Linked DNA regions of Mus musculus: all the other regions are linked to region 2. Evidence: chromatin contacts called from public ChIA-PET, HiChIP or PLAC-seq and promoter capture Hi-C data. All regions are on one chromosome and are shown on one strand. The core of a region is the stretch at or near the end of the contact, and the rest is flanking DNA. Distances in the headings are between cores, read along the strand shown. Region 1 holds the start of Tgoln1 (trans-golgi network protein). Region 2 holds the start of Kdm3a (lysine (K)-specific demethylase 3A). Region 3 has its middle 9.2 kb from the start of Gm30331. Region 4 holds the start of Capg (capping protein (actin filament), gelsolin-like). Region 5 holds the start of Elmod3 (ELMO/CED-12 domain containing 3). Region 6 holds the start of Vamp5 (vesicle-associated membrane protein 5). Region 7 holds the start of Particl (promoter of Mat2a antisense radiation induced circulating long non-coding RNA).

Region 1 (4,108 bases), core at 1,490-3,989, 980 kb before region 2:
AATCTTTATTCTCTCCTCAGCAATGTAAGAGGAGGGAGGAGGAGGAGAGGGGTGGGGAGGAGCTGTGAGGAGCTCATTGTGGGGATTTGTATTCAGGTGCCAGGAAAAGCCCTTGTTTCTGAAACTATCTGTGCCATGCACTATTCCCTGAAATTTGAAAACTTCCAGCCGTGCAGGACTAGAATACACAGTGCATCGTGGTGGGGAAATCATGGCAGCAGGAGCAGAGGGAGCTGTTTACAATGAATCCATCACCAGGAAGCAGAGAGGCATGAACCCCGTATACTGTGTTCAGCTTGCTTTCCATTTTATTCTGTCCAGGACTCCAGCCCATGAAATACTAATGTCCCCACACAGAGTGGGTCTTCTCACCCCAATTAACCTAACCTAGATAATCCCTTACAGGCACACCCAGAGATTTCTCTCCATGATGAATCTAAATCCCATCAAGGGGACAATCAAAATTAACCAATTACAGCAAACGTGGACAAATATCTATCTGATATTTATCTGCCTCACTAGATTTCGTGCTTTATCAGATTAAAGTCTTTTTTATTTAGATATGTTTGAGACCACGTCTTACTTTGTTCTTCAGACTGGCCTCCAAATTTTGGTTGTTCAAAGGATCCTCGGCCTCTGAGGCTGGAGAGATTGCTGAGAGGTTAAGAACTCTGGCTGCTCTTCTGACCCAGGTGCAATTTCTAGCACCCATATGCTGGCTCAGAGCCATCTTTAACCCCAGTTCCAGAGGCTCTGTGTCCTTTGGCTTCCTTTGGCCCCAGTCAGGCACAAAATGCAGAGGCATAAACGGAGGCCAAACAGCCACACACATAAAATAACAATACATCCTATTTAAAAGATCCTCTATCTTAAACCTCCAGAGTATTGAGAACCATAGAACCCGGCATGGTGGCACAGAACAGTAATCTCAGCATTTCCAAGGCAGAGGCAGGAAGACTGATGCCAGTTCAAGGTCTGCTGTACTGCGGAGTGAGTTCCAGGCCTGTTATGACTGCAGAATGAGAGCCTGTCTCGAAAATGACAAAGAAAAAAAAATGAACATAGATGTTGAGGCTACTTGTTAAATCACTGTTTATGAGATACCTAGCCTGGCAAATGTTCATAAATGACTTTAGACAACTTGTTTAAACCATCCAGCACTACCATAGATGAGGACACAGGAAATGACTGCAAACAGGAATCTGCAGATGAGCAGAGAGCAAGCACATTTAAAGTGGGTGTATGTTTTACTGACATGTATGTCTCTACACCTCATGTGTGCAGTGACTGTGGGCCAAAAGACGATGTCAGGTCTCCTGAAACTGGAATTATAGACCGTTGTCGGGTGGCTTGTGGGCTCCAGGAATGGAATGTGGGTCCTCCGGAAGAGTAGTCAGTGTTCTTAAGCACTGAACCATCTCCCTAGACACTAAAGATGTCTGTTGCTGTTGTTTTTCAAGACAGAGTTTCTCTGTGTAACCCTGGCTATCCTGGAACTCACTCTGTAGATCAGGCTGGCCTGATTCAGAGATTTGCCTGCCTCTGCCTCCTGTGTGCTGGGACTAATGTTGTGTCCCACCATCACCTGGCTCTCTAAAAAAAGTTTTTTTAAGTATATTTCTTTTAAAATTCTATTTTGTTGTTTGCATTATAAGAATGTGTTGCTTGGGCTGGAGTGATAACTCAGCAGTTAAGAGCACCACTGACTGCTCTTCCAGAGGTACTGAGCTCAAATCCCAGCAACCATATGGTGGCTCACAATCATCTGTAACAAGACCTGATTCCCTCTTCCAGTGTCTGGTGACAGCTACAGTGTACTCACATATAATAAATAAAATAAACCTTAAAAAAAAAAAAAAGAATGTGTTGCTTGTGTGGTGTGGTGGTGCATGTCTTTAACCCCAGCACTCAAGAGGCAGAGGTAGGTGGATCTCTGTGATTGCAAGGCTAGCCTGGTCTACAGAGCGAGTTCTGTTAAACAGAAGAACCCTGTCTTGGAAAGAAAAAGAATATATATGTGGTGAATGAGACAAGAGTGTTTGTCTAGTGTGCATAGAACCACGATTTGATTGCTAGTACCACATAAATTGGAGACACAAGCCAGTAGTCCAGTAGGAAGATCAGAAACTCAAGGTCTTCCTGTTTGAGTAACAAAGTACCTTACTTCCTGGATTGGAGAGATGGCTCAGGGCTTGTTGCTCTCCCACAGGAACAGAGTTCAGTTTCCAACACCCACAGAGTTTGAAACGCTTGAAGCTCTAGCTCTAGGGCATCTGATGCCCTCATCTAGCCTCCAAGAGCACCTACACACAGGTGGCAGACACACATACACAAATAAAAATAGTAAATCTTTGATATTTTATTTCTTAAATAAATAAATAGCCCAACAGGGGCGTGGTGAGGCACCTGTAATCCCAAACACTCAGGAGGCAGCAGGTGCCCACATAGCAATATGGTTTCAAACACATAGAAATTCAGAAGAACAAACAAGAAATCAAAAACCTTGGTAAATTCAGAGGGCCCTGGATACAGCCAAGAAAGGGATTAGGATCAGGATGAAATGTGTTTGCTTCTAGATGGGCAAGTGCTGAAGAGAGTACATTTGTTTGTGAAGTGAGAAAGCAGCATCGGCAACGGAGAGGTTGGAAACACGAGCAGAGGATGCGACAAAGAGGCGCCCGGCCCCACGACCCTACATCATAAGCAGCGAAGGCGACGCAGCACCTGCCGGTCGCAACAGCTTCCGAAAAACGAGGCCAAGTGAACAAGAACGAGATCGCCGAGCCCCGCAGACTGCTGAGAAACAGAAGGGACTTGGGGGGGAATAAAGAGCTGGACTTGACTTCCGGCACTCTACCGGAACACACAGACAACGGCTGCTGTCGCCCGGTAGCCCCACCCCTAAGGCGGGGCTGCGCCGGAAGAGAAACAGTCCGCCGGAAAGGGAGGGGCCACGCTCGGGAAAATCTCGTGCGCCGCTCTCACGTCATCAGAGGGCGGAAGCGCAGACTGCAGGATGCGGTTCCAGGTTGCGTTGCTCCTGCTGAGTGTCGCGGTGGCGAGTAAGGACCCCCACCCCAGCCCAGCTCACTCTCCCCTTTAGGTTCCCCATTCCTCACCTTGGTGGGTCGCTACGGGAGCCGGCGTCTTTCTTGTCTGGCCCGACCCTGCTCTAGCCATCTCCGCTTTCCCATTCGGCCATCCCCGCTAGGCTCTCAGAAGTCAAGCCCGCTTCTCTTCTTCCGAGGACTTACTGTTTTTTGTTTTTTGTTTTTTCTGTTTGTTTCAGGAGCTCTGCCGTCCGTTTATAAGAGAGACGCCGACTCAGGTGACTCTCAGAATCCTCCGAATCAGCCTTCCAAACAGTCCTCCACTCCCCTGCCTTCTTCTAACCAGGTAAAGACTACAAGGCCGACCGACGGTCAGGGGCAGAAGTCAGATAAAAAAGACCAGGACAAGACGACTTTGGCAGCAGTTTCCAGTAAGGCGGAATCTGGGCCGCGGACCGCCGCGACCGATCACAGTTTGGGTGATTCCAGAAGGCAGCCCGAGAAAACGGATGCCGAGTTGAACGAAACTGCGCGGCCCCTCTCACCAGTCAACCCCAAACTGGAAAAGTCTGATCAGAGCTCCACAGAAGATTCAGGCAAGCCCACAGGAGGTAATTCTGGCAAGCCCACAGGAGGTGATTCTGGCAAGCCCACAGAAGCTGGTTCGAATAAGGCCACAGAAGATGATTCTGGCAAGTCCACGAAAGTTGATTTGGACAAGCCCACCTCCAAAATCTCCCCAGATACGGAGACTTCGAAGACTGACAAAGTCCAGCCAACTGAAAAAGGACAAAAACCAACACTTACTTCCAAAACTGAATCTGGGGAAACACTGGCAGGGGACTCTGACTTCTCTTTAAAGCCAGAGAAAGGAGATAAGTCTTCAGAGCCTACTGAAGACGTGGAAACCAAGGAGATTGAAGAGGGTGACACAGAGCCGGAAGAAGGCTCACCACTTGAAGAAGAGAATGAAAAGGTGCCGGGCCCTTCCTCCAGTGAGAACCAAGAGGGGACACTTACAGACTCTATGAAGAATGAGAAGGATGATCTTTATAAGG
Region 2 (3,999 bases), core at 626-3,125:
GATAAATGGATTTATAGCATTTACTGTGATTATAAGCTGTCAAAACTTTCTTGTTTAGTACTATTAACTTAGTTCATATCTTCAGTTTGAATAGTTCAATAATGTATTTTATAGACCCAATCCTTTATTAATATATTTCTTCTTTTTATGCTTTTACTCTTAGTCATATACCATATAACAACATTATGGCAAGTGACATGTGATATATACAGTGGTGATCCCATAAGTTTTTCTCAGTGACTTGGTAATTTCTGTAAGGACACTATGTTATCAATGTAATGAAATCATCTAACAACCTTTTATCAGAATATATCCCTCGTATTAAATAATGTATAACTGTACAAGATGCCAATGTAGCTTTCCTTTGATTAGTCTTATAAAAATTTTACCCTAATAGTTTCAAGTTTCTTATGCTGTACTTTTCTTATGCCAAAAAAATTTTTTTAAATACTAAGTACCTCTCCATGTTTATTTATAAAATTAACCCATTTATATTTATTGTAAATATAAATGGACTTATTCCTGTCATTTTATTTTTAACCATAATTTCTTCTTCTTCCTTTTGTTTTTCTTGTTTCCATTTCTGCCTTTTGATGAAGTGGATAGGTTCCTTCATTCCATTTCCCACCTCTTAATGGTTTGAATATAATAAATCCAATTCAGTTTAATTCAACTTCAGCATTATTTAATCTTTAACATTCTGTTGTCATACATTCAAACCAAATATTTTTCAAAATAAACATCTGGTACTAATTTGCATTGTATAGCATTCCCTTATACATTTTGAATTTTTTCTGAATTCTCATTTTCACACTATTAAAACTAAATTTCCATTCATTTTATAATAAAGATTAAGTGTGATGTTAGATTAAGCACCAGGCTTCATAAAGAAGTCTTCAGTTATTCATTTCATTTTTTGATTCAACCAAGAATCCTCTGGTCCAAACCATAAAACCATCTTTTCTCTCCTTTGTCTTTCAAAGTCACCTCTTTCATTATCACTTTTATCATCAACTCCATCTACTTTCTCAATTTCTTTGTTGTTTCAAAAATCTTATATCCACTTTACATTTTCTTTTTAAAAAACCTACATCCCACATAGTTTTGAATAGATGGTTTGCCTCTAGATTTAATGAACATCGTTTTCCAGCAACTCAATGCCTTTCTTCATTTATCCTTCAAAATGGCGGACCTAGACAGTCATGATCAGTACCACGTGCGCCTGCGCCTCCAGCGGCCATTTCACCCATCAGCCCAAGCTCCAAGAGTCCGCCCCTTCTGGCGCGTGCGCAGGAGCCCCCAGAGCCTAGTCGCTCCTCCCCCTCTAACTGCGTACGCCTGAAACCGCACGTCCCAGTGCTGTCCCTCCCCCGCAGGCTGTGCACCGCCCCCGCCCCTTTCCCGTGAGATTCTTCCGCCTGGTGGAAGGTCGGTCTTCGCTCGACAGCCTACGCGCTTCAAGTGCAATCCAATAGGCGCTCATGATCCTGGGTCTCCCCATTCAGTCTTATCTGTGAGCCTGTGCGATTTTCTTTCTGGCCTCAAAGTCGATAACCGATTCGGCGGGACTTTTTTGCATAGCGCGAGGCAACAAATGGAAGAATGGAGCTGCGGCGGAGGGATCTACCGACCGCGTTCTGCGCGCTTTAATGGGGGATCGGCTTCGAGTCGTTGCTGAGAGCGGGGGGAAGGGAGGAGGCAGCCAAGGAATTGTTTTTTTTCCTCACCCCGCCCTCTTCAGCATAACCAATAGGAACGTAGAATTTCCTAGGCTGCCCCGCCTATCCCCCGCGACTCAACCAATCATCGGTGGCAGCGGCTCCGAGGGGGCGGGTCCGGGAGGCTGTGCGTGTCTTGTGAGAGAGAGCTCTTGAACCAAGTCAGAGCTAGAGTCGGCTGGGCGGCTGGGCTCTGTTGCCGCCGTCGTGGGTGACTCAGGGAGGCGGGAGGCGGGGTAAGCGCTCCGCGGGCCTCGGCTGCGGGAGACAGAGGGAGAAGGGTGAAGGACCCGCGCGGGCGGTCGCCGCGTCTTCTCGGTTCAAGGCTCAGGACGGGCGGGGGTGCGCCCGAGTCGGCGGCCCGGAAGCGGGGGGCGGGGGCGCGGCAAGTGTCGAGTCGCGAGCGAGTCCACGGCGGCTCCGAGGCCGCTCGGGGCGGGGATCGGTCGCTGAGACGGGCCCTAGGCACTAAGAGGGAGCCTTTTCTTTAACAGGGCGAGGGGACGAACACTTAGGCAAAAGCACTGGCGCCGCGGCTCAGTCCTCCCTTCTCTCTCTCAGTGTCCAGCTTTGAAAGGTTTGGAAAAAGCGAAAGTTGTTGGGGCGAGAGGGTCACGCGGCACTCGGGGGGGTGTTTGCGGGGGGGAGTGCTGGGGGGTTGGGGAGGCGCGGGTGGCAGCTTGGGGCGCGGAGTCCACCTGCGGGGGTGTCACTCCACCGGTCCCTGTCGGCGCTTCGTCTCTTCGGGCCGCCTCCGACCTCGGCCGCCCCCCATCGCATTTTGTTTTTGTGCCTTCTGCAGGGAGGAGCCCTTCCTGCTGGCGTGGAAACCATGGTGCTCACGCTCGGAGAAAGTTGGCCAGTATTGGTGGGGAAGCGATTCCTCAGTCTGTCCGCAGCCGAAGGCAACGAAGGCGGCCAGGACAACTGGGACTTGGAGCGCGTTGCCGAGTGGCCCTGGCTGTCGGGGACCATTCGAGCTGTTTCCCACACCGACGTTACTAAGAAAGACTTGAAGGTAAAAAACAAAAAGACTAAAACAAAATACAAAATCCCTAAACAAACAAACAAAACCGTCTTCTGGGGGCTGGGCAGTCAGACGGTTTTCAGTTACCTTGGTAACGGGACAGTTGAGCGCCCCTCCCTCCCTTTTCTGAAATGGGCCACTAGAAAGTTGGCAGGTGATCAGAAGGTACAGAACTCTAGACCGTGAAAGTCTTTGAAATGGGGTGTAGTGTCAAGGTGTGTTTGACCTAGAGCTCCAGTGGCCTGAGATTAATAATGGGTTTAGGATTGTTCAGACATGCTTCATTAATGCAGGCGCTGGGTCCCCTGGGACAGTCTGATTATGCCCCCAACGGGAGGCGTATTGTTTATTAGTAATAGGTTAAAGAAGTGGATGACAATTAGAATCATTGAAGGCTAGCTTGAAAGTGCTTTCAAAAAAGATGATTTCAGATGATGGTGTTCCTCTTTATTTCTTCATTCAACTTTTTAAACTTTACAACTTGGAAGTGAAGTGTGAATGTAAGGGAAGGAGCTTAGTTGTGTTTATCTATTTAGTTTTGTTTGGCTTGTTCTGGTGGTGGGTATTTGCTGAGGTATGGTTAGTGAGGCAGGAGTAGGTCCCCGGTTGTTAATGAGGATGGGTTGGTGTGGCTACAGCCATATATGGAAGCCTTGGGTGGAGCTGTCCCGTATAGGGTGTTTGAAAGGAAGGGGAGAAATGGAACTTGCATGACCAGTTAACACATTCTGGAACCTTTTTCACTTAGATCTTTTGAAAGGAATGAATCCTACTCTGTGATACAAATATTGGTGTGAAAAAATAGTAGGGAAATAACCAGTGAGGAAGCCATTGTGCCCACAAAGACTCCTTGTGCAAAAATCAGCTGAAAAAAGATTCCTAACAAAGGCTCCATAGTGATAATAACTTCCAGGAAGCTTGTCAGGACAGACTATTTCTACCCTGAGTAATGGACATGCCTCGGAATCTTCTGTGTTTTTGCCCTTTTCTTGAAAACTACTTAAAGGAAGCAGGTTTTAGCCATTGTCAGTTAAATGTTGATTTCTGAAACACTTCATTTAAGCTCAGGCTTGACAGTGCATGCCTACACCATCACGAGTCTTGAGAGGATCATTGGAAAAGGTTACTTGGTTATGTGTTTTCAGAGTTTCCACCATGTGCCTTGTCTACATGTTCTAAAAGTGACCACTGGGCACTTAACCACAGCAAGCATCATAGTGATCACTAACAAATATACTCTTATTTGGTCCTTAG
Region 3 (3,945 bases), core at 47-2,546, 810 kb after region 2:
TCAAACCCAGGTCTTCTCTCTCGAAGAGCAGCCAGGGCTCCGCTGCTCCAGCTCTCCAGCCCCGAGTCATCATGGGCACCACCCTCAGACAAGAATAAGAGAATTATCTCCCACAAGAGTGAATTGTTACAGAAGTCTCAGCCTGAACCCCTGAGTACCGTCTGGCCTTCTGGCTCTCATCTGACATTGTGATCTCACCCGCTTGCATGCTTTCCTACCAGCATAATAGCCTTTGGGGAACTGAACAGGCACTAATGTCACACCCGTGAACAGAAATTCCCCAGAGAGAGGAATGGACCTAGCTTTTGGGTTATGGGTATATTTTGAAGGGGGCAGGGCTTGGTCACAGTCCTCTCATGACCACATACAGAAGGTAGAAGAGGGGTATCTTCCTATAGAGAAACAGTGGGAGGATGACTATGTCAAATACCAGGGCTGAAGAAATGGCTCAGTGGTTAAGAGCACTGGCTGCTCTTCCAGGGAACCTGGGCTCAATATATATATATATATATATATAATGATATATATGGTATATATTATATGGTGTTTCTTTTAAAAGAAAATGACAATCTACACACACACACACACACACACACACACACACACACACACACACACACACACACATACCCAGGCTGACTATAGCTGTTGGTTTCCTTGAACTTCTGATCTTTATGCTTCCACCTCCTGAGAGCTGGGATTACAGCCTGCACCATCACACCTGGTTTATGTGGTACGAGGGATCAAACCTCTCTTTGCGTCAGAGTTGTCTTGTGGCATAGCCCACATCCTGTTTCAGGAAGATGAACAGGTAGATGACATGGGGGCTCCAGGTCCTCAGCTACCACCTGTCACTTAGTATACACTTATTAAACATTCGATGCTGTAAATGACAGTTAAATAAATGCATGACTAACATGAACGGTATTTGCCTGGACTTGTTCTGAAATGAGGATCCGGGGCCTCCACCCTTCTCTAACACTGAGTATAGAGTCTCCAGGAAAAAACAGTATGGTCAGTCCCCACACTCAGCACCTCGGCGACAACCACGATCAGAGAGAAAACTGAACTGACGCAGACAACCTCTGTCCTGTGTAGAGAAACACAGGCCGTACTTTGCACTGATCTTGTTCACATATCCCCACACCTTGCTGTGGTTATCAGTCTGCAGCTCCTGGGTTCCCGTTGCCGCTGCAAAGGCGACTTTCTGCTGGCTCAGAAGCAGGAACTGTGCGCTGCTCATCCATTCTGATTGGCTGAGGAGCTGCGTTCTCCGCACGGTGACAGTCACCTGACCCTGAAGCTCCGCTTCTGTCCTATTCATCTGACCTAGCCTGAGTTGTGTTTTTCTGGAATGCCTGAGGCGGGGCTGTGGCTGTTGTTCCTGGGTGGGGCTAGAGAACTCTGCATTATTTTCTAGTTTATCCAAAGGGGGACTAGCAGAGCTGGGACAGTGAGATCCCAGAGGCTGAAGGTGGTATATGCCCCCTCCCCCTGGCCACTTCCTTGATCCTCACCTCTCTTCCGCTAGTTTGGAGGTTGGGAACCGCTGTTTAGTAGGAAAACTCTACCTTTAGACCTGAAAAGACGGGTATTTTCATACACAACACTGGCCTCCCACATTCCTGACAACAGGGAATGCTTTCCTGGTACCACGGGAGCTGCTCGGCCAGGCAGGCAGATGTCAAAGGAAGATGTCAAAGGCAGGTGAGGGTTCCTTGGTGGGAGAGAAAAATCTCTCTGGGACGAGGCCAGTGGAGGAGCGACTGCTGGTATTCACAGCTAATAAAGCTCCCCACCAACCCTGCCCACTTCATTCTACGCAAGCTTTTGGCTGTTTCTCAGTGTGTGTTGAGGGTGTGGGACTCCCATTTTTCTGCTTTGGTCCTTTCCCATCTCCACCTCTCCAGTGCTAGAATTACAGGTGTGTGCCGCCATGCCTGGTTAACGGGGTGCTGGGAATTGAACCCAAGGTTTCAGGCCTGTTAGGCAAGCACTCTGTCAACTGAGCTACAGCTTTAGCCTCTTTTTGAGGTTGTTGCCGTTTGTTTATAATTTTTCTTTGGTGGCTGAAGGAGAACTCTATAACTGCTTTTCTGTATAACATATAATTAACCAAATTTGGCATATAATTAACCAAAACCAGAAAGAAACTTCAGGAAAAGTCCTTTAGATGTCTTAGTGTAGGATAAGCTTTTACCACTGTCAGACTCTCAGTGAACTGAACAGGTCTAATTATTTCATTTTAGCATTTTCTTTTAGAGATTTATTTGTTTATTATTATATGTAAGTACACTGTAGCTGTCCTCAGACACTCCAGAAGAGGGAGTCAGATCTTATTAAGGGTGGTTTTGAGCCACCAGGTGGTTGCTGGGATTTGAACTCAGGACCTTCAGAAGAACAGTCAGTGCTCTTAACCGCTGAGCCATCTCACCAGCAAACCTCTTTTTTAGCATTCTGACAGCACTTTGTCATACACACCAAAACAGGATGTCTGGACAGAAAGTGTTTAGTGCCACAGCAAAGCCACTAACGCTTTCTGTTAGTGAAAGACTGACCTGGGCCCCAGACCCAGCAAATTTGCTGCAACCAAACGGAGACTGTGGGAGATCCAGCTGGAGAGAGGGAAGGGTCACAGCGGGGACTCTCAGACTAAAGTCTTGTTCTCTAAGCAAAGAAAGCAGAAAGGATTAAACCTGGAGGATAATAGAAAAATGACTGTTTAAAAACATTAATTAATTTGTGTGTACGTGTGTGTGTGCGCCTGTGTTTGTGGCTGTGCATGCCATAGCATGCATATGGAAATCAGAGGACAACTTATAGGAGTCAGCCCTCTTTCCACCAGGTGGGTCTCAGGGATCAAACTCAGACCACAAGACTCAGTGGCAAGCACCCTCACCTACTGAGCCATCTTGCCAGCCCAGGAAAACTATATTTGAAAGACCATTGCTTTGCCATCAGTTCATGTGTTACATGAAATGTAAGTCCACAAAACTTATACACCTCCCATGGACAAATAAGCTTGAGAGACCCTGTCTATTCTGGTTGATGTTACAGGATATTTGGTTATTATACATAGAAAACCAAATTGTTAGCAAAACATGAAAGCCTAGAAACACATTGCATTTATCAGGTGCAGTTAGGTATGTCCTAAATTGTGCAGTTTGGGTGTGCCTCTAAAAGCCTACATAGATAAGAATTCTAAAGAATGGAAAATTCCTGTCTATTTTAAGGCTTGTTGCTAGATGGAGGTCATGTGGTCTTTGCTCTATGATGAAAGGCAAAGTCAGTTAGATGGCCTCGAGCTACCCCACTGTAAAGGTCTCTTTCAGCACTCTTTTGGCTTGGAAGAGCTTCATGGAAGGAGCTCTGGGTGAGAGAGAGATTTTCACTTTGGGCGTGCAGGAACCACGGAGAAGCAGCTGGCAGGATGCAAACGAAAACAGTCATCAGGAAGGAGAGCAAAAGAGCTCTCTTGGGTTTCGAGGAGCCTATAGAAAGAGATTTCTAAAGAGCTAGCAGTTTAGTTGTTGAATCAGGTCTGAAAATAGTATTTTGTATATAGTTAAGAGACTAAAGTTACCTCTCTGAGCTAGCAGGTTTAATCTCAATTCCTGCCTCCTGTGTCTTTATTTGTCTACATATTAGTTAAATTTAAATAGTTAAGTTATTACAAGTCTTGGAGCCTTCCTGGTAATCCACAAAACACATTTGTTTTTCAAGTCTCTGAGAAGTCACAAGAAAAACATTAGTTTGCTTCACCAACGGAGTGTTGAGAACTTGATTCTAGATCTCTGGCCAACCTCACAATGAAATAACTCCTGTTCTTCAACAATATAGGCAGCTCTGAGTGTGCCGCAGTGTGTCAGACAATAGGTTGAACAGCAGGCAAATCTAAATAGCATGTCCAAGTAGTACTAAAAAGTATTTTCAAAAGTTCCATAA
Region 4 (3,614 bases), core at 1,019-3,518, 920 kb before region 2:
CAATGCTTGCCTAGCATGCATGAGTTCCAAGTTCAATTCCAGCTCCCAAGGAATTGAGTGGGGTGCATGGGGGACACTGAGCTGAGCTAAAACCAGGCTGCATAGACAGAGGCTGGGTAGCAGAGCCTGAGAGAAGCTCCAGGTTCTGATAGGGGCTGCGGCTGCCCTCCCGTCAGCTCGAGGTCCTGCTCTGGTCAGGCTTTCCTGGGGAAGGGTCTTCCATTCCTGTCTCCTCGTTTCAGCCCTGTGACCTGTTCCTACCGCTCCTCAAGCTCCCACAATGTACGTGTCACAGCCCCTCCATCCCTGTGGGCACACGTCAACCCTAGCTGTCTGTGGGATAAACGACCGCTCGGTAGGCTTAGCTCCTGTGGGAGTTTTCCCAGCCCCATTGTCACATCATCCTCTGCTTGCAGGTTTAGAGCACATCTGGCCACCTTCTTGTGCTAACAACAGCAAGGCACACCTGCTACCCTATCACAAGCATTCATGACAGAGTCTATTATTCACTTCCATTCCTTCAAGATCTGTTGGGGGGGGGGGGCTCAGCATGAGGAGTAGTCCATGCCTTATGGCCTACCTAGAAGGTTCAGGAAGTGGGGAGCCATCATACCCAAAGAAACCACAGACCAACTTCCTCCCCATCAGACCGTCACATAATCACAGACCGGCATTAGAAGAGGCTTTAGTGCTTAGATAGTCCTTAGCGCACACGAACGAGCCCTCTTCTGTGGCTCACTTCGCCATCCTCCTCTTGAATGCTTCTGGTGGTGGGAAACTCACCACCTCACAGGCAGCCTCTGTGTCTTTCACTGGGAACGGGAAGCATGCCGGGAACCAGACCCAGGGCCACAGGGCACAGCTGGAAAATGCTCTACCACTGAGCTACATCACAGCTGGCCACCTCTGCTGAGGACTCCGTTTTCCCCCATTGTGCCACAATGTGATGAGTTTTAGGGGCTGGCTTTCTCCCCGAGACATGAAAGCACCTTTGGAGCAGGAAGCTGAGTTTGCCTATGGACCTTTGGACACACCTGACTGTGCCCGGAAAAGTGTCTGATTGTCCTAACTTGCTGAGATCCAATGACTGGACTAGATGAAAACCAACGGGATTGCTTAGGATCTCGACATCCAGGCAAGGCCTGGAGCAGCCTTGAAGCAGAAAGCCAGAGGGCAACGAGGCCCATCTGACTGTCGTGAGCAGTGGGGGGGAGGATGTGTGCCCTGCTGGCTAACTCTGGCTAGAATACCTTTTAAGGACACACTGGGGGCTTAGAAGTGGAGTCCACTCCTACCTCCAACAAAATGCTTGATCCTATCAATGTGCATCAGTGGCCCAGTACTGAGGAAAACTGGGGCTATTTTTGCCCTCTTGGACCCTGACTCACAACAGGTCACTTCCCCTCAAAGACCATATCCGCCCCGTTAGTGTGAGCTGAAATAGCGGCCCTAGGGAGGAAATAGAGGGCCAATTCAAGAAGCCCAGGACTTTCTGACTGTGGCCAATGTCTCTTAGAAGTGGGAACAGCAGTGGCTCTGAACCCCCAGGACAGGCCAAAGCAGATCCCGCTCCCCACACCCCCAGATTCTACCTTCATCTCTCTCCACACTGGTCCCCAGCCAACCCTCTAACTGGGGGCTGGCTGACTGTCCCTCAAGTAGCTGAACCTACCTTGTTCCTTCTCAGTTCCCTTCCTTCCAGTTGTCTGGGCCCAGGATAGTGCTATCTTGGGGACAGACACCACCAGATCTGAATTCACCTCCCGACAGGTTGATGGCTTCTGGGGATCTCTCAGGTCTGACACCACCTCCTACAGACCAGGATGAGCCCAGACCCTTCAGCTCCTCCCCAGCAGCTAGAACACATCCCACCCACACCCACTCAAGACTCTGCAGCTGCAAAACTACAGCTAATGACCTGAGCTGACTTACGCCTGGGGACACCGTTCCCACCTGTTCCCGGACCCTAGCAGCCAGCCCTCACCTACCCACTCATGAGAGTCCTAGTCCCTTCTCTACAGAGCCCTTCCCAGTTTTACCTCTCCACGGGCCTTTTCTTCTCAAACTCGTCTCAGCTTGCCCCTCGATAGCTAGCTTCTAACTTCCCTCTTCGCCACTGGGCTGCCCCACCCACCTGCCCCACCCATGGGGAGGCTCAGTACTCAGAAGTCTAAGGGCTCAGGAAAGCCAGCTCCAAGGCTGGGCCATGCGGATGGAAGGCTGCTATTTCTCAGACATGGTCACTGGGAGGTTAAAGCCTGACTAGGTCTCATCACAGCGGCCTCGGGCAAGGCAGATTCTGAACAATTTAAAGAGTCAGACCAGCAAGGAAAGTCCCATTCCACTCACTAGCCCCGGCAGAGGCCTGAGTCTGCTCAGGCCCTGCTGTGGCTGGTTAGTCACTTTTCCTGGGTTGGGTCACTGGCCCTACACTACTTTTTCCTCCTCCCCCTGACTAGTTGTCTCATTGCCCTGAGTACATGTGATGATGACCTACTCCTTCTCCCTCCTCCTCTTCCTCCTCCTCCATTCCCCTTCCCCTCCTCCCTCTTCCTCTCCTTCCTCCTTCCTTCTCCTCTTTCTCCTTTTGGTTTTTCAAGACGGGGTTTCTCTGTGTAGCCTTGGCTGTCCTGGAAATCTCTCTGTAAACCAGTCTGTTTTTGAAGCAAAGTTCCAAGAGAGTGTTTGAGGCCCTGACACATTCTCTCTCTGTGTGTGTGTGTGTGTGTGTGTGTATGTGTGTTCATTTTGGTGTTTTGTTTTCGAGACAAGCTCTCATGTAGTCAGGCTAGCCTCTAAAGGCAGCTCAAACTGGTCTTGAACACTTGACCCTTCTGATTCCCGGATGCTGGGATCACAAAAGTGCACCATCGTGACCAACTGTTGTTTGGTTGTTTTACTGAGACAGCGTCTCACTTTGGCACCCAGGCTGCTATGAAACTAAATCTGTAGCCCAGATTGGCTTCAATGCTATGAGAATCCTGCCTCTGCTTCCTGAACACTAGTGATTTACATGTAATGAGGCACCACACAAGGTGTCTTGAAACATGAAGTCTCTCTATGCCCCTTAGCTAGGCATGGTGGCTCTTGCCTTTAATCCCAGCACTCGGGAGGCAGAGGCAGGTGGATCTCTTGAGTTCCAGGACAGAGGGCATATGGTTTCAAGCTCAACCCAAAGCAACAGCCGCTCCCTTCGCACAGTCACAGGACCATAATATAGAATCAGTCTGATCTAACTTGCTGGCCCCAGGAAAGCCTTACCCTGGGGCACAGCCCGAAGTCACATAGAAAACAGGACGCTCAGTCAAGGAGGCTCTTATTCCCTCCTAATCCCTAGGTCAGCAGTTCTCAACCTCCCTAATGTGTGACCCCGCAATACAGTTCCTCATGTTGTGGTGACCCCCCCAACCATAACATTATCTTCCTTCTACTTCATAACTGTCATTTGCTACTGTTATAACTCGTAATGTAAATACTTTAGAGATAAAACTTTGCCAAATGATTCATGACTCACAGGTTGAGAGGTTCAGGAATATTTGCACCTAAGGAGCAGCTACAGTTGGGTGACTCAATGTCCAGGGACCCTGACAGGCCCATCCTGGAAGAATGTTAGT
Region 5 (3,930 bases), core at 1,297-3,796, 970 kb before region 2:
AGAAGGGTGAGCTTCTCAGACGAGGGCAGGAAAGTCAAGTCAAAGAAGCCGGGGTCCTTCTCTAACGTGTACTCGGTAAGAAGTCTCTACGGCTGCTGGGCATGGTGGTGTACTCCTGTGATGGGAGCACTTGAAAGGTGCATTAGGAGGCCAAGATCATCCCACAGGAGGCCAGCCTGGGCTCGTTAGACCCAGTCTCAAAACAAGAGGGAAGGCAGACCTTTCTTTTAAGGTAGTTTATTTACTCTTGACTAAGATGTCTCAAAACATTCTACCAGGGAATACCTCGGACCAGACAGGCAGGTTAAGCAGTGATGAGTCTTAACCCCTACAGTGTACTTGAGGGATTTGATACCTTTCAAAGGAAGTAGGACTGACTCAGCTAGCTACTGTAGAACAAAACCAGAAAGATGGCAACTGCACAGGGCTGTAACGTCAGTTCTGTGAATGCAAGCGAGGAAAGAAAAGGCAATAAGGCTCAGGGTGGGGGCTGGGGACGCTGGTGGTTCAGGGAACTGGGTTTCTTTGGAAGAAGCAAGGTCTCTGAGTGCCAACGGAGGTGGAGCAGGCAGAGCTGCTCAGAGGCTGCTACTCTGAGAGGTCACAGCACCAGCCTCAGAAAAGGAGGAAGGTTGGTGTGCCGGGAACCTCACAGAACCAAACTGGAATGCACGGTCAACACAAGACCTGGGATTTGTTGTTTTCTCCCAGTCTTTTACTTCCTTTCCTCCTTTATTTACTTACTTTCTTTGATTTTATTGATTCGTGTTTTTTAAGACACACGGTTTCACTACACATGTAGCCCTAACTGGGCTGGAACTCCCTATGTAGAGATCCACCTGTCTTTTCCTCCCCAGCGCTGGGATCACAGGAATGTGCCACTATGTCCAGTAAATCTGCTCATTAAACATCATTGCCCAAGGCCAAGTGTTCACAGCTTTAGTCTCAGCACTCAGGAGGCTGAGGTGGGAGGATCTCAGTGAGTTCAAGGCCAGCCTGGTCTATATAGCAATAGCAAGTTCCAGGACATCTAGAACTATAGAGAGAAACACTGTCTCAAACAACTAAAAACTAAAAAAAATAAAATAAAAAAAAAATCTCCATCCAAGCCATGGTGGCTCACATCTGTAATCCCACCATTTGTAATCTCTTGCTGATGGTGGTTGGAGAATCACTGTGAATTTGAGACACACTTGTCCTGTATAGCAAGTTATAAGCTAGCCTGGGCTACAAGTATGAGACCTGCCTCTCCCCCAATCCACAAACAATAACAATAATAAAATAACTGGGTGTGGTGCCTCTTAGGAAGTAGAGGCACAAGGATCAGGAGTTCAAAGTCAGTCCCCAAAAAATAGTGCAGTTAAGGCTAGCCTAGGCTTGGCTAAAATTTACAAGTCAGAGGCTCCTGGAGGTCAAAGAGGTGATCCTTGTTTGTTTTTTGAAAGTTTTGCATTTGGGGGTTTTGGTTGTTTTGGGGTTTGATGTGTGCATTTAGACAGGGTCTCATTGTGTAGTCCAAACTGGAATTAAATTGTTGCACCACTATGCCCAGCTCCAACACTTCCGTAAAACGTTGAAAGGCAGACATGCTGGTGCATGCTTGTAATCTATCTCATCATGCTGGGGACAGAAGAAGAGGGCTGCTCCGGGTTTGAGCCTGGGCTGCGAAGAGAGTTCAAAGCCAACTCCAGTACAAAAGTGAGACCAGTCTCAAAAACACAAACCTTGGGAGCACTCTACACGTGCTTTAGAGATGGTTCACTGGAGAGTGGAGTTCTTATCCCTAGCCAGTACTGAAATTCCGAAGTTATTATCAAGCTTCAGTTCTATGAACTGGACTACATTTTGCCTGCAACCCGCTTGTTAGGAAAACTTTCAGTGCTGCTTCCCTGTGCCCCCGAGCATGCACAGAAGTATAGGGAAAAGTTGGCTCCAGACCCAAGTAGGGGAAAGGTCTCTTATTCTGTGTAAGCCGTGAGCTGAAAAGATTCCAACTGGCGGGGCTGGAATTTGGCGTGCCAAGGGTAATGCCTGCACCCTTTCAGAAGCAAAGAACACTAAATTATGGAACCTCTGTGTGCAAGAGAAGTTTTCCCAGCACTTTACTAATGGGGAGACATGAGCAGAAGGCCCGAGAGCAGGCCTGAAACCCATCAGTTGACCTTGTTTGAGAACTTTCTTCCTAGCCTCCTTGTCGGTCACCAGGGGTTCAGGCGGTCGCTTGACATCCTCGGCGAAGGGGTTCGGGGAACTTGCAGCGTAAAGGCCCACGTAGACCCTGTGGAGGATCACCAGCAGCAGCACGGCCAGCAGCAGAGCAGTGATCCACATGTTGCTGCCAGGGCTCGGAAGACCGCGTCCTTTCCCCGCTGAGCTCGGCTTTTATAGCTGAGGCCCCGCCCCTCTAGTTCGTCCTTGGAGTAATACCAGACTTGGAGGAGCCGAAGCATTTTGACTCACGCCTGCTCAAAACTGATGAAGATTGTCCATTATGGACCTCCGTATGATCTTTGCAGAGCAGGAGTTCAATTGCCTAATGGGAAATGTAGTTCTAGCGCGAGACAGGCGACACTGCACGGCTGCGCGAAAAGGGGGATGTGGGATCCCCCCCTTACCGGAACGCTGGGGACGCGTCCGGTGAGCAAGGGGTCTGGTGAGGGAGGTGAGGGTGAGGAGGACGATGTCTGGTGGAAATGGTCACCGCGGGACCACAACAAGGATGAAAGTTGCAGGTCTGAGAGAGATCCTGTCTGGGAGGCAGAGAAGACCTGGGTTCTGGTGCCTTTTCCGTGTTGGATTCGCTGGAACCTCGGAGGCAGTTCATTGCTTTCCTCCCCTCTCCTCTTCCAAGCAGTGACAAAGTTTCTGTGCCCACACAGCCTCTGTCTGGGTATCTGAGTTGAGACCTTGTTGAGACCTGCACAGGAGCTCTCCTAAACCTGTGTCAGCCCAGGACTGGCAGCCTCACACCGACGTTATCCCTAGGTGGATTCCCCTAATCGTAACTACTCTATCAGGCTCTCAAAGTGCAAGCCACCTAGGACAAGCCTCAAGAAAGACTAAGTCAAGGATCATCCTGTGTGTTTATTTGCATTTAAGGACGCACCAGCTTCTAAATCAGCTTTTCAGAGAGTTTAAGCTCCAGCAGACAGTCTAGATATCCTACCATCTTAATGTTGCCCTTTGAGGAAAGTAGGTCTGAAATACGTACTTGACTTAAGAGGGATTTGTTTGTATAGGAGGCCCATTTCCTCAGGTACCCACTATCAGGAGGAATGACTTCGTAACTTTGAGTGTTTTGTCCTTGTTTTAGGCCCCAGCGGTGCTCCAGTCCGGTATGTAAAGCAGGTCATGCTTCTATGCTACTTGGTTCGTTTTCCCCACAGTAACAGGAGAGCCTTCCCGAGACTTTGTCAGTCCTACCTGTGACCCTGCCAGGTTATCTGATGTGTGTGTATCTTATGCTGTCATTTAGGCCGAGATGGAAGGAAAGGAAAAGAGAGGTAGATGCTGAGGTTCTGGGGAGGGGGGGGGGGAGCTAGTTCCTGGGGTGTTTCAGGGAGGACGTTACCACCATCCTCTCTAGATCACAGGCAGCCAGGCGTCGAGCCCAAAAGCTGTTTGTTACTGGCAGTCAGTCCTTGGGGAATGTAAATCATAGTCCCCTAGTGGAGGACTGGCTCCGTGGAGGGCCTCCCCACTGACTTAGTCCTCTGAGTCTGTGAAGTATGACTGTCAGTTGTGTGAGAACCATCCACTCTCATTTTCCCCCTCGATATCAGGGGTTGAGCCTCCTTTGCTGCCACTAGGTTACAGTCCCAGCCTTTCCACACTGACTCTCTGGTGTGTGGGTGTGAGCATGCATGCCCATATAGGAACAGAAAGATCAGGGGGACTGTAAATTGCCTGTTCTGTCACTCTGTGCCTTCT
Region 6 (3,519 bases), core at 191-2,690, 750 kb before region 2:
AGTTAACAGACCGCAGTGAGCTGGCATGTAGTGAGCTGGCATGTAGTGAGCTGGCATGTAGTGAGCTGGCATGTAGGTGCTGACAATTAAACCTCAGTCCTCTGGAGGGGCAGCCAGGACTCTTAACTGCTGAGCCGTCTCTGCGGTCTCACATTTTAGCCTTCGATTAAGCACATAAAACAGCACCACTTAATATATTCCTCCGTGAGCTTTTTGTGGAATTCAGAGCACAGCGTATCCTTTACAAGTCTTCAGGCTTTCTGCACCTTTTGCACAGTTCTTTACAAACAACCTCATTTTAACCTTGAAGTTGGCCTGAGGCTGGGACGGGCCAATGAGATTAAGGAAAGGACTTCTCAGTTCCCAGTTCTGCAAGAAAAGCCGCAGTTTCCTCGGCATCTCTCTTCGTCAAGAACTCCATCTTCCTCACCTGTTAGAGGACCATCCCGCAAGGCCCACACCAGGAATCTAAGAGAAAGTGTGTGTTCTCAGGCTGGGCAACACCTGTTTGTTTTCCTTGCAGCAGCTTGCAACTCTGTCCTAAACTCATGCTGTGAAACTCTTCAAGACAGTCTGTGTAGTTTGTATTTTATTCTTATCCAAAAGAGATGGTCTCTGCTTGAGTACCACTTTGGAAGCTGGCTCCCATCTTCTCCTTTGCCTCTTCTGCCTCTTGTTGGTTCAAAACTTGAGATCCATCCACACACCATTGAGACTTTTAGCTCACAGAAATGTCTGCAACACTTTAGCATTTTAAAAATCTTCCTCCCCCAATGTATGGAGATCAGAGGCCAACTTGCAGGAGTTGGTTCTTTCCACAACGCGAGTCCATTTTTTAAAAAGATTTATTTATTTATTATATGTAAGTACACTGTAGCTGTCTTCAGACACTCCAGAAGAGGGCGTCAGATCTTGTTACAGATGGTTGTGAGCCACCATGTGGTTGCTGGGATTTGAACTCCGGACCTTCGGAAGAGCAGTCGGGTGCTCTTACCCACTGAGCCATCTCACCAGCCCTAGCTTACCATTTTTAAGGGTATAACTCGGTGACATACAATGTATTCAGAATACTGCCTGTTCCGTCTGTAAATAATCAGAACTTTGGAGTGGTTGGTGTGTTTTTAATTTCGGGTGAGACGCACTCACCAAGGTGGCAAATACTTCTGGCTTGTTCATGTCAGCTCCAGCACATAGCTCCCACAGATGCTTTTTGCATGACGGAATGACGCCTCCTGGGCTAACTCCTGATGCAGCCCCAGATCCAAGAGACATCGGTCCCCAATTCACCAGGCTGGGGTGTCATCGGAAATCGGACGCCTGTGGCCCGGTAGGAGGCGCCCCACGGGTCCTGTCACCGCTTTCGGTTTGCCCGGGACGGGCACCTCTGAGAAGGCGCGCCCCCCTCCCTCTTGGGCTGCGGGCCCGCCCCGCCCCACGGCTTCCTCCCGGGCCGCGGGCACTGAGGCCGCTCGGGGCAGAGGAATCGGAGCCGGCGAGCAGGCAGCGGCGGCGGCTGCGGAGGCAATGGTGAGACGGGCAGGGGCAGAGGGCGATTGTGCAGGGGCAAAAAGCAGGATTCTGAACCCCAGGGGCATAGGTCACGCTGGTCGCACGGACTAGTCCCCAACTTTGCAGGCAACCGGGGAGGGAGACTTCGGAGTGCGCCCCGTCGGGGCAGAGTGAGCGGTGCTACAGCTTCCCACGCTCCTGGAGCAGTTATCAGCTCCCGGCAATACCGGGCAAGTTACTTAACCTCCACGAGCCTCCTTTTCCGCGCAGTGAAGTAGGGGCAGCAATACTTACCTTGGTGGGTCCTTGAGAGGTTAAAGAAGATGTTTATGGTCGCTGCTGCCAGGCACTCAGAACCCTTTGCTGAGAAGTGGTAGGTAATGCGATGACCTCTCCAGCTCTTCCCCAGGCTAAGAGGAGCCAGAGCTGGCCCAAGGGTTGGAAACCTGAGCAGATGCCTGGTAGAGGCCCCGTGCTGACGTGCTGACAGATAAACACTTCCCTGGGGGAAAAGAGAAAATAAGTTGTTTACTATAAAAGTTCCATGAAGTTATCCCTGTGACCCAGCCTGCTGACTCTTTCCTAACCTCTACCTAGTAACATAATCATGAGTTGAGTCACCTACATTCACTCCTGCTGCAGACTTGCCATTTCCAAGACAAAAGTGTCAGGGACCACTGATGCCTGGATCCCACCTTCCAGGGCTCCTGGGAAGGTGGCCAGACTGGAAGCAAGTTTAGTACTCTAAGATGGGATGGATGTGGCCTGGCTAGGGGTGGCAATGCCTGGATGGCCTCATCTCTAGGGAACTGGAGGCAGGAAAGGGAAGTGTGGCAGGAAGGTAGCCCTAAGCTTTGAGGCCACACCAGGAAACCGAGGGAGGCTCTGAGAATGGGCTGGAGCTGAGAGCCCACTTCCGAGAGTACAGGGCAGAGATGGTCTTTCAACTGGCTCTCAGCTCTTGAGGAGAAGTTCTGAAAAGAAGGCTGCGCCAGGTTAGGTTATCTGGCTGTTCAGGAGAACCTTGGGGGTTCAGAGTCTGGGGGATGCATTAATTTTATCCCTTCAGCCTGTCTCCAGCTCCATCATCTATCTCTTCTTCCCTTGTCCCCCTTTCTGTCTCCAGCTCTTTCCTCCTGCATCCCATCCCTCTGACTACCATATATACCCCCACCCCCAACTGATTTCCCTTTCCTTTCCCTTTTCTTCACTGGGACTCATTCAGTCAAAATGATTTAAGAAAAAAATTCTTTTTTGCCATTGGAATAGCACAAAACAGTGATGGAGGAGATGAAAATGAGAGATGGAAATGAGCAATATTTTTTTGCATGTGTGGTATGCACGCTTGTTCACGTGTCTGGGCACATGCCTGTTTAGATACATGTGGAAGTCAGAGGCTGATGTCAGGTGTCTTATTAAACAGCTTTCCACTTTATTTTTGGAGACGGGATCTCTGGTTCAACCTGGAGCTCACCAGTTTGTCTCGTCTAGCTGCCAGCTTGTCCTTGGGACCGGCCCCTTCTTCCTGCCCCTAGGATTACAGGCAGACTGCCTGGCTTTTATGTGGGTGCTAGGGAGTCAGACTCTGGTCCCCAAACTTGTGCAACAGGGGATTTATTTATGGAGGCATCTTCCTAGCACCATAGATCATTTTAAAAGATTTTATTCATGTGTATGAATTTTCCCCTGCATGTATGTGTGCGGGGTACCATGTGTGTGCAGTGCCTGTGGAGGCCAGAAGAGGGAATTTCACCTTGTACTGGAATTTTAGGCACCCGTGAGCCGCCAAGTGGGTGCTAGGAACCCAGATCTTCTAGAAAAGCAGCAAGTGCTCTTAAATGCTGAGCCACCTCTCCAGCCCCACCATAAATAACTAAAAATTATTTAGCCTGCTTGTTTGGTTTTGGGGGACAAGGTCTCATGTAGATCAGATTGATGCAGAACTCACGATGTCGCTGAGCCACAGTGCCTGAATGGAGTTAACTATTTTTTTGAGGCAGTCTTGCTATA
Region 7 (3,780 bases), core at 851-3,350, 810 kb before region 2:
TTATGCTAGGAGCAGGCTGTTCCCTAGCATCATAAAACCCGATGTTCTTGACAAACACTGGTTCTCAAAAGCCACCAGGCTCCTGGCCTGCCCTAAGACTGGACCCAACAGTTGTGTGACACTGGCCTCATAGAGGGTCTCTGCATGCAATTAGCTCCAGACTCCACTCTTTGTCTGTATGGAGTTTTATTTCCCTTTTTTTCCCCGTCTGTTAATTCATTTCATGAGCAAAACTGAGACAACTGCAAAAGTTTAAAAGAGAAAGTGTCATAAAATCGAGGCCATTTGACCTTGACAAGCTCATCTGAAGCACATTTGAAGGCTTGAATAGCGCCCTCCCCTACACACACGAAAGAAGCATTCATATTCTCTCGAACAGATTGGAACGTCCATTTCTTCCTAGGAAGCATGGAAAACCAAGCCATGCAAAGTCAGATTTAGGATAGAAAAGAATCTAGTACCGTCTCAGACTACGGGGGTCCACGAGGCTCGGCGAGGGGGGAGGGGAGGCCGCCGGCAAGTGGCAATTGTTCGGAAAAACAATACAGCATTCCTGCTAGTTGGCTTTACAGCCATTTTCCCCAGAGCAGTTACTCGAGGCATGACTAACGGTAGGGCTAGAACCCCTCACAATCTCTCGTTCCCCGGAGGGAACCGTGTAGGATGGATAAGGGCAGTGCCTATTAGCCTCCGCTGGCCAGTCAACATGGCCACCTTCACATGGCAGAGGGCCACCCGGCGCTGGTGCACGAGGTGGCGAATGGAGGGTGGTGGTGGCAGGAAAGACCCTCGGCGAGAGCCACAGCACAAAACGGCCGCCACCGCCACGGCCGCCGCTGGGAGGCGCGCGCGCCGGCAGACCTCCGTGGGCAACGGTCGGAGGGATGTACCATACCCTCGTACAGGGGAGGCCGTCCTTCAAATCCAAATCCTCTCTTCTCCAGCAATCAACGTGGGGATGGGCGTAAACCCCAAGTCTACTCACTTACATCTCCATTTAACCCACGCCATCAAGATGACTAACTACTGGCAGGAGGCCCGGTTAGCTCTGCTCGCCCCCCCCATCGGTAGAATGGTTCAGCCGGAGCTCGGCTCGGCGGACCTCCCTGCCAACCCCCATCCGCCCGCCCGCGGCGCATTGGCGCGCGACGCCGAGGGGCGGAGCCCGAGCCGGGCGCGCGCGACCCCCTGCTCTATAAATACTGGGCCGCTTCGCCCGCCGCTCCGTTCGCTCCGAGTCTCCAGCCTGCCGAGAGCTGAAGCGATCCTCCCTCTGTGTCTTCCGCAGCCCTCCGCCTCGCCGCCTCTCAGTCTCCTCAGAGTCGCCCTCTCTCACCGCCGCCGCCATGAACGGGCAGCTCAACGGCTTCCACGAGGCGTTCATTGAGGAGGGGACGTTCCTCTTCACTTCCGAGTCTGTAGGGGAAGGTCACCCAGGTGAGCCGACGGGGACTCGGAGGAGGGAAGGGCGGAGGGCAGTGGCGCTGGGGGTGGTCGAGGCCGTCTCCGGCGGCGGTGGGCATGGCAGCGGCCGCGCGCTTCCCTCGTGGCGCCGCGAGTTTGCAATGTGCGGCCCCGCTCCCCTCCCCCTTTCTCCGCTCCTCATCCGGCGGCGCGCCCCGGCATGCGGAAGGTTCCAGAAATCGAGAAGGGCGGGGGCTCGAGGCAGTTTTGAGATCGGCGCGGGGAGGGCACTGCTTCCTCCTCTTTAGTCCCGTCGCCTGGAAAAACCTCAAGTGGGCGACCCCGCCCCGCGTGCTCGCGTCCGGCCGCCGGGAGCGCGCGCCCCGCATTGCAGCGGCTACCACGTGTTCGCCGCATGTGGAATTGGGGCGAAGCGGAGCTGGCGGCCTCTACCCACCCGACCCCTAGTTTGGAAGTGGGGGCTGGTGTCTCCGAAGGTCCCATCTCTAATATCCCTGACTTCCGGCCCCTGGAAAACGCTTAAGAGCATGGGTAGACATGCCCTTTAGCCTTCAAGGTGACAGACTGCCACTGACTAAATATAGCGCGAATTAGAGAAGGCATCCCTTATTTAGAGTGTGCTTGAAAAGGATGAAGTGCATGAATTAAGTGTATACTCCCATCGCGTTAGGTTTCGTTTTAAAGTCTTCCCTTTGGTCTTTTTCCTACAACTAAAGGAGGATTTATTTCATGTTTCCTTAAGGCTTTGTCCACTGAACCGCCATGATGAGATCGGTTATAATGAATCTATTATATGGACTTTGGGTTTCAGATGGAACATAACCATTTAGTAAATACTAATATTCAGTTTGAGCTGTTTCCGTTCGCAGGGGGTCCACAGCAATATTATTACATGGCTTGTGAGGAGCATCTTGATGAGTGATGGTTGAAAGACAAGTGTTGCTGTGGCTCCTCCCACACTCCCCTCAAGGAAAGGAGTATCTCCATATCTATTGAATCACTCCTTAGTACAGCCATTAGATTCCATCTTAAGGTTCTGTGGCTGCAATACACATTTTGGGGTAGTAACAAAAATCAAGGAACATAGAGCCAAGCACAGTGGTACACTAACTACTACAATCCCAGCGTTTAAAGTATGGAAGCAGTTTAGTTTGTCAGCCTGGGCCACGTGTAAGACCCTGTCTCAATACCACAAACATTCCAGACCAGGATACTGCCATTTTCTAAATTGATGAATCAAGGAGAAATTGGATATGGCTTAGAGCACACTTGAAAGTTTCCTGGAGCCGAAGGCAGAGGCAGGTGGATTTTTCTGAGTTCCAGGACAGCCAGGGCTATAACCCTGTCTCAAAAAAAAAAAAATTACTGCATTTTTTGTTTGCTGGTGTTTCTTCTGTTAAATTTATTTTCATGGTTAAAAAAAAAATCTCATTTCCCTATTGTCTAATAATAGGGGAAATGGACTGTTTTAAGAAGTTAATGACCTGACAGTTGGCTCTTTAGTAGGTTTGTAACATTTTAAATGTGGGGGATAAAAAGAACAGTTGTCTCTAAAATACACTGTGAGGTTATTTCCTATGGTAGGCTTTGAGATATCAAAATAAATCATTTTGACTTTGATTAATCTGAAGGGCAGAGGCAGGTGGATCTCTTGAGTTCAAGGCCAGCCTGGTTTACAGAGCAAGTTCTAGGACCGCCAGAGCTGCACAGAGAAACATGTCTTCAAAAACAAAAGACTGGAGATTCTCCCTCTCACCTTGCAAATACTACTATAACTTTACATCAAGCTTCTGTCACCTACAAATTCATAGCTATATTTGCTTCTTGGGTTGCACATAAACTGCTAGTTACATGATGAGATAGGGTTAGTAGTAATAGTTAAGTTGAACCAGGAACTTTTATTTTCCAGATAAGATTTGTGACCAAATCAGTGATGCTGTCCTTGATGCACACCTTCAACAAGACCCTGATGCTAAAGTGGCTTGTGGTAGGTACAGAGCACTTGTTTATGAATGGCAAAAAAGGCGTTTGAAGCAAAGTTTTGTGGTATAGGTAATACCAGCTACTTGGGAGGTTGAGGCTGGTAGCAAGTTAAATGCCTATGTGAGTAATTTACTAAGACCTTATCTGAAAAACAGAACATGAAGCCAAGCCCAGTGATACAGCTTATATAACATGATTGAGTTCCTCAGCAAAAACCCCCCCCTTAATATTTTAAGTATAAAACTTTGTTTTATTAGAAACTGTTGCTAAAACTGGAATGATTCTTCTTGCTGGGGAAATTACATCCAGAGCTGCCATTGATTACCAGAAAGTGGTTCGTGAAGCCATAAAGCACATTGGATATGATGACTC

Evidence for each region. ChIA-PET counts read pairs in DNA pulled down with a chosen protein or histone mark. HiChIP or PLAC-seq counts read pairs in DNA pulled down with a chosen protein or histone mark. Capture Hi-C pulls out chosen DNA fragments and counts their contacts.
Region 1: a promoter capture Hi-C map of liver shows a contact between it and region 2, with 5 times the contacts expected there. The contact joins the promoter of Tgoln1 here to the promoter of Kdm3a in region 2. A contact is called at or near these places in 3 of 484 Hi-C or Micro-C datasets (CD4 T cells, muscle stem cells and neutrophils), 3 of 115 datasets of contacts at active chromatin or transcription factors (astrocytes, bone marrow-derived macrophages and pancreatic cancer cells) and 1 of 9 other capture datasets (liver).
Region 3: a contact with region 2 is called in a FOXA1 HiChIP or PLAC-seq map of pancreatic cancer cells. The contact joins the enhancer-like site here to the promoter of Kdm3a in region 2. A contact is called at or near these places in 2 of 39 promoter capture datasets (maxillary cranial neural crest and pre-B cells), 1 of 484 Hi-C or Micro-C datasets (the Ba/F3 cell line) and 2 of 115 datasets of contacts at active chromatin or transcription factors (extraembryonic endoderm stem cells and pancreatic cancer cells).
Region 4: a contact with region 2 is called in an HNF4G HiChIP or PLAC-seq map of pancreatic cancer cells. The contact joins the promoter of Capg here to the promoter of Kdm3a in region 2. A contact is called at or near these places in 1 of 39 promoter capture datasets (neutrophils) and 2 of 115 datasets of contacts at active chromatin or transcription factors (memory CD8 T cells and pancreatic cancer cells).
Region 5: a promoter capture Hi-C map of liver shows a contact between it and region 2, with 4 times the contacts expected there. The contact joins the promoter of Elmod3 here to the promoter of Kdm3a in region 2. A contact is called at or near these places in 1 of 39 promoter capture datasets (neutrophils), 3 of 484 Hi-C or Micro-C datasets (CD4 T cells, muscle stem cells and uterus), 1 of 115 datasets of contacts at active chromatin or transcription factors (astrocytes) and 1 of 9 other capture datasets (liver).
Region 6: a contact with region 2 is called in an H3K27ac HiChIP or PLAC-seq map of microglia, with 5 times the contacts expected there. The contact joins the promoter of Vamp5 here to the promoter of Kdm3a in region 2. A contact is called at or near these places in 3 of 115 datasets of contacts at active chromatin or transcription factors (astrocytes, microglia and thymic regulatory T cells).
Region 7: an RNA polymerase II ChIA-PET map of memory CD8 T cells shows a contact between it and region 2, with 54 read pairs. The contact joins the promoter of Particl here to the promoter of Kdm3a in region 2. A contact is called at or near these places in 1 of 484 Hi-C or Micro-C datasets (cardiomyocytes), 2 of 115 datasets of contacts at active chromatin or transcription factors (astrocytes and memory CD8 T cells) and 1 of 9 other capture datasets (liver).

Annotation. Positions count from the first base shown.
Region 1 is chr6:72,615,631-72,619,738 of GRCm38.p6, reverse strand. It overlaps Tgoln1 (trans-golgi network protein), which reads left to right and starts at 2,739. Exons shown (of 4, transcript NM_009443.3): 1 at 2,739-3,062; 2 at 3,290-4,108. The coding sequence starts at 3,017.
Region 2 is chr6:71,630,793-71,634,791 of GRCm38.p6, reverse strand. It overlaps Kdm3a (lysine (K)-specific demethylase 3A), which reads left to right and starts at 1,875. Exons shown (of 27, transcript NM_001038695.3): 1 at 1,875-1,954; 2 at 2,213-2,295; 3 at 2,521-2,736. The coding sequence starts at 2,551.
Region 3 is chr6:70,821,987-70,825,931 of GRCm38.p6, reverse strand. No RefSeq gene overlaps it. Among named protein-coding and RNA genes, the nearest start is that of Gm30331, 9.2 kb to the right of the region's middle. Within about 2 kb of position 1,296, at least 344 of the 459 cell types and tissues checked have an H3K27ac peak or open chromatin away from gene starts, as enhancers often do. A contact at or near this core is called in the Ba/F3 cell line, extraembryonic endoderm stem cells and pancreatic cancer cells, where this site is marked.
Region 4 is chr6:72,547,927-72,551,540 of GRCm38.p6, reverse strand. Capg (capping protein (actin filament), gelsolin-like) reads right to left here and starts at 2,268. Exons shown (of 10, transcript NM_001042534.3): 1 at 2,040-2,268.
Region 5 is chr6:72,597,029-72,600,958 of GRCm38.p6, reverse strand. Elmod3 (ELMO/CED-12 domain containing 3) reads left to right here and starts at 2,546. Exons shown (of 12, transcript NM_001253692.1): 1 at 2,546-2,637. Retsat (retinol saturase (all trans retinol 13,14 reductase)) reads right to left here and starts at 2,357. Exons shown (of 11, transcript NM_026159.5): 1 at 2,163-2,357. The coding sequence starts at 2,331.
Region 6 is chr6:72,378,389-72,381,907 of GRCm38.p6, reverse strand. It overlaps Vamp5 (vesicle-associated membrane protein 5), which reads left to right and starts at 1,440. Exons shown (of 3, transcript NM_016872.4): 1 at 1,440-1,527. The coding sequence starts at 1,525. Gm52494 (a long non-coding RNA gene) reads right to left here and starts at 2,626. Exons shown (of 3, transcript XR_003956310.1): 1 at 2,135-2,626; 2 at 1,804-2,011.
Region 7 is chr6:72,437,003-72,440,782 of GRCm38.p6, reverse strand. It overlaps Particl (promoter of Mat2a antisense radiation induced circulating long non-coding RNA), which reads right to left and starts at 2,100. Exons shown (of 1, transcript NR_046011.1): 1 at 168-2,100. It overlaps Mat2a (methionine adenosyltransferase II, alpha), which reads left to right and starts at 1,227. Exons shown (of 9, transcript NM_145569.5): 1 at 1,227-1,437; 2 at 3,335-3,412; 3 at 3,666-3,780. The coding sequence starts at 1,347.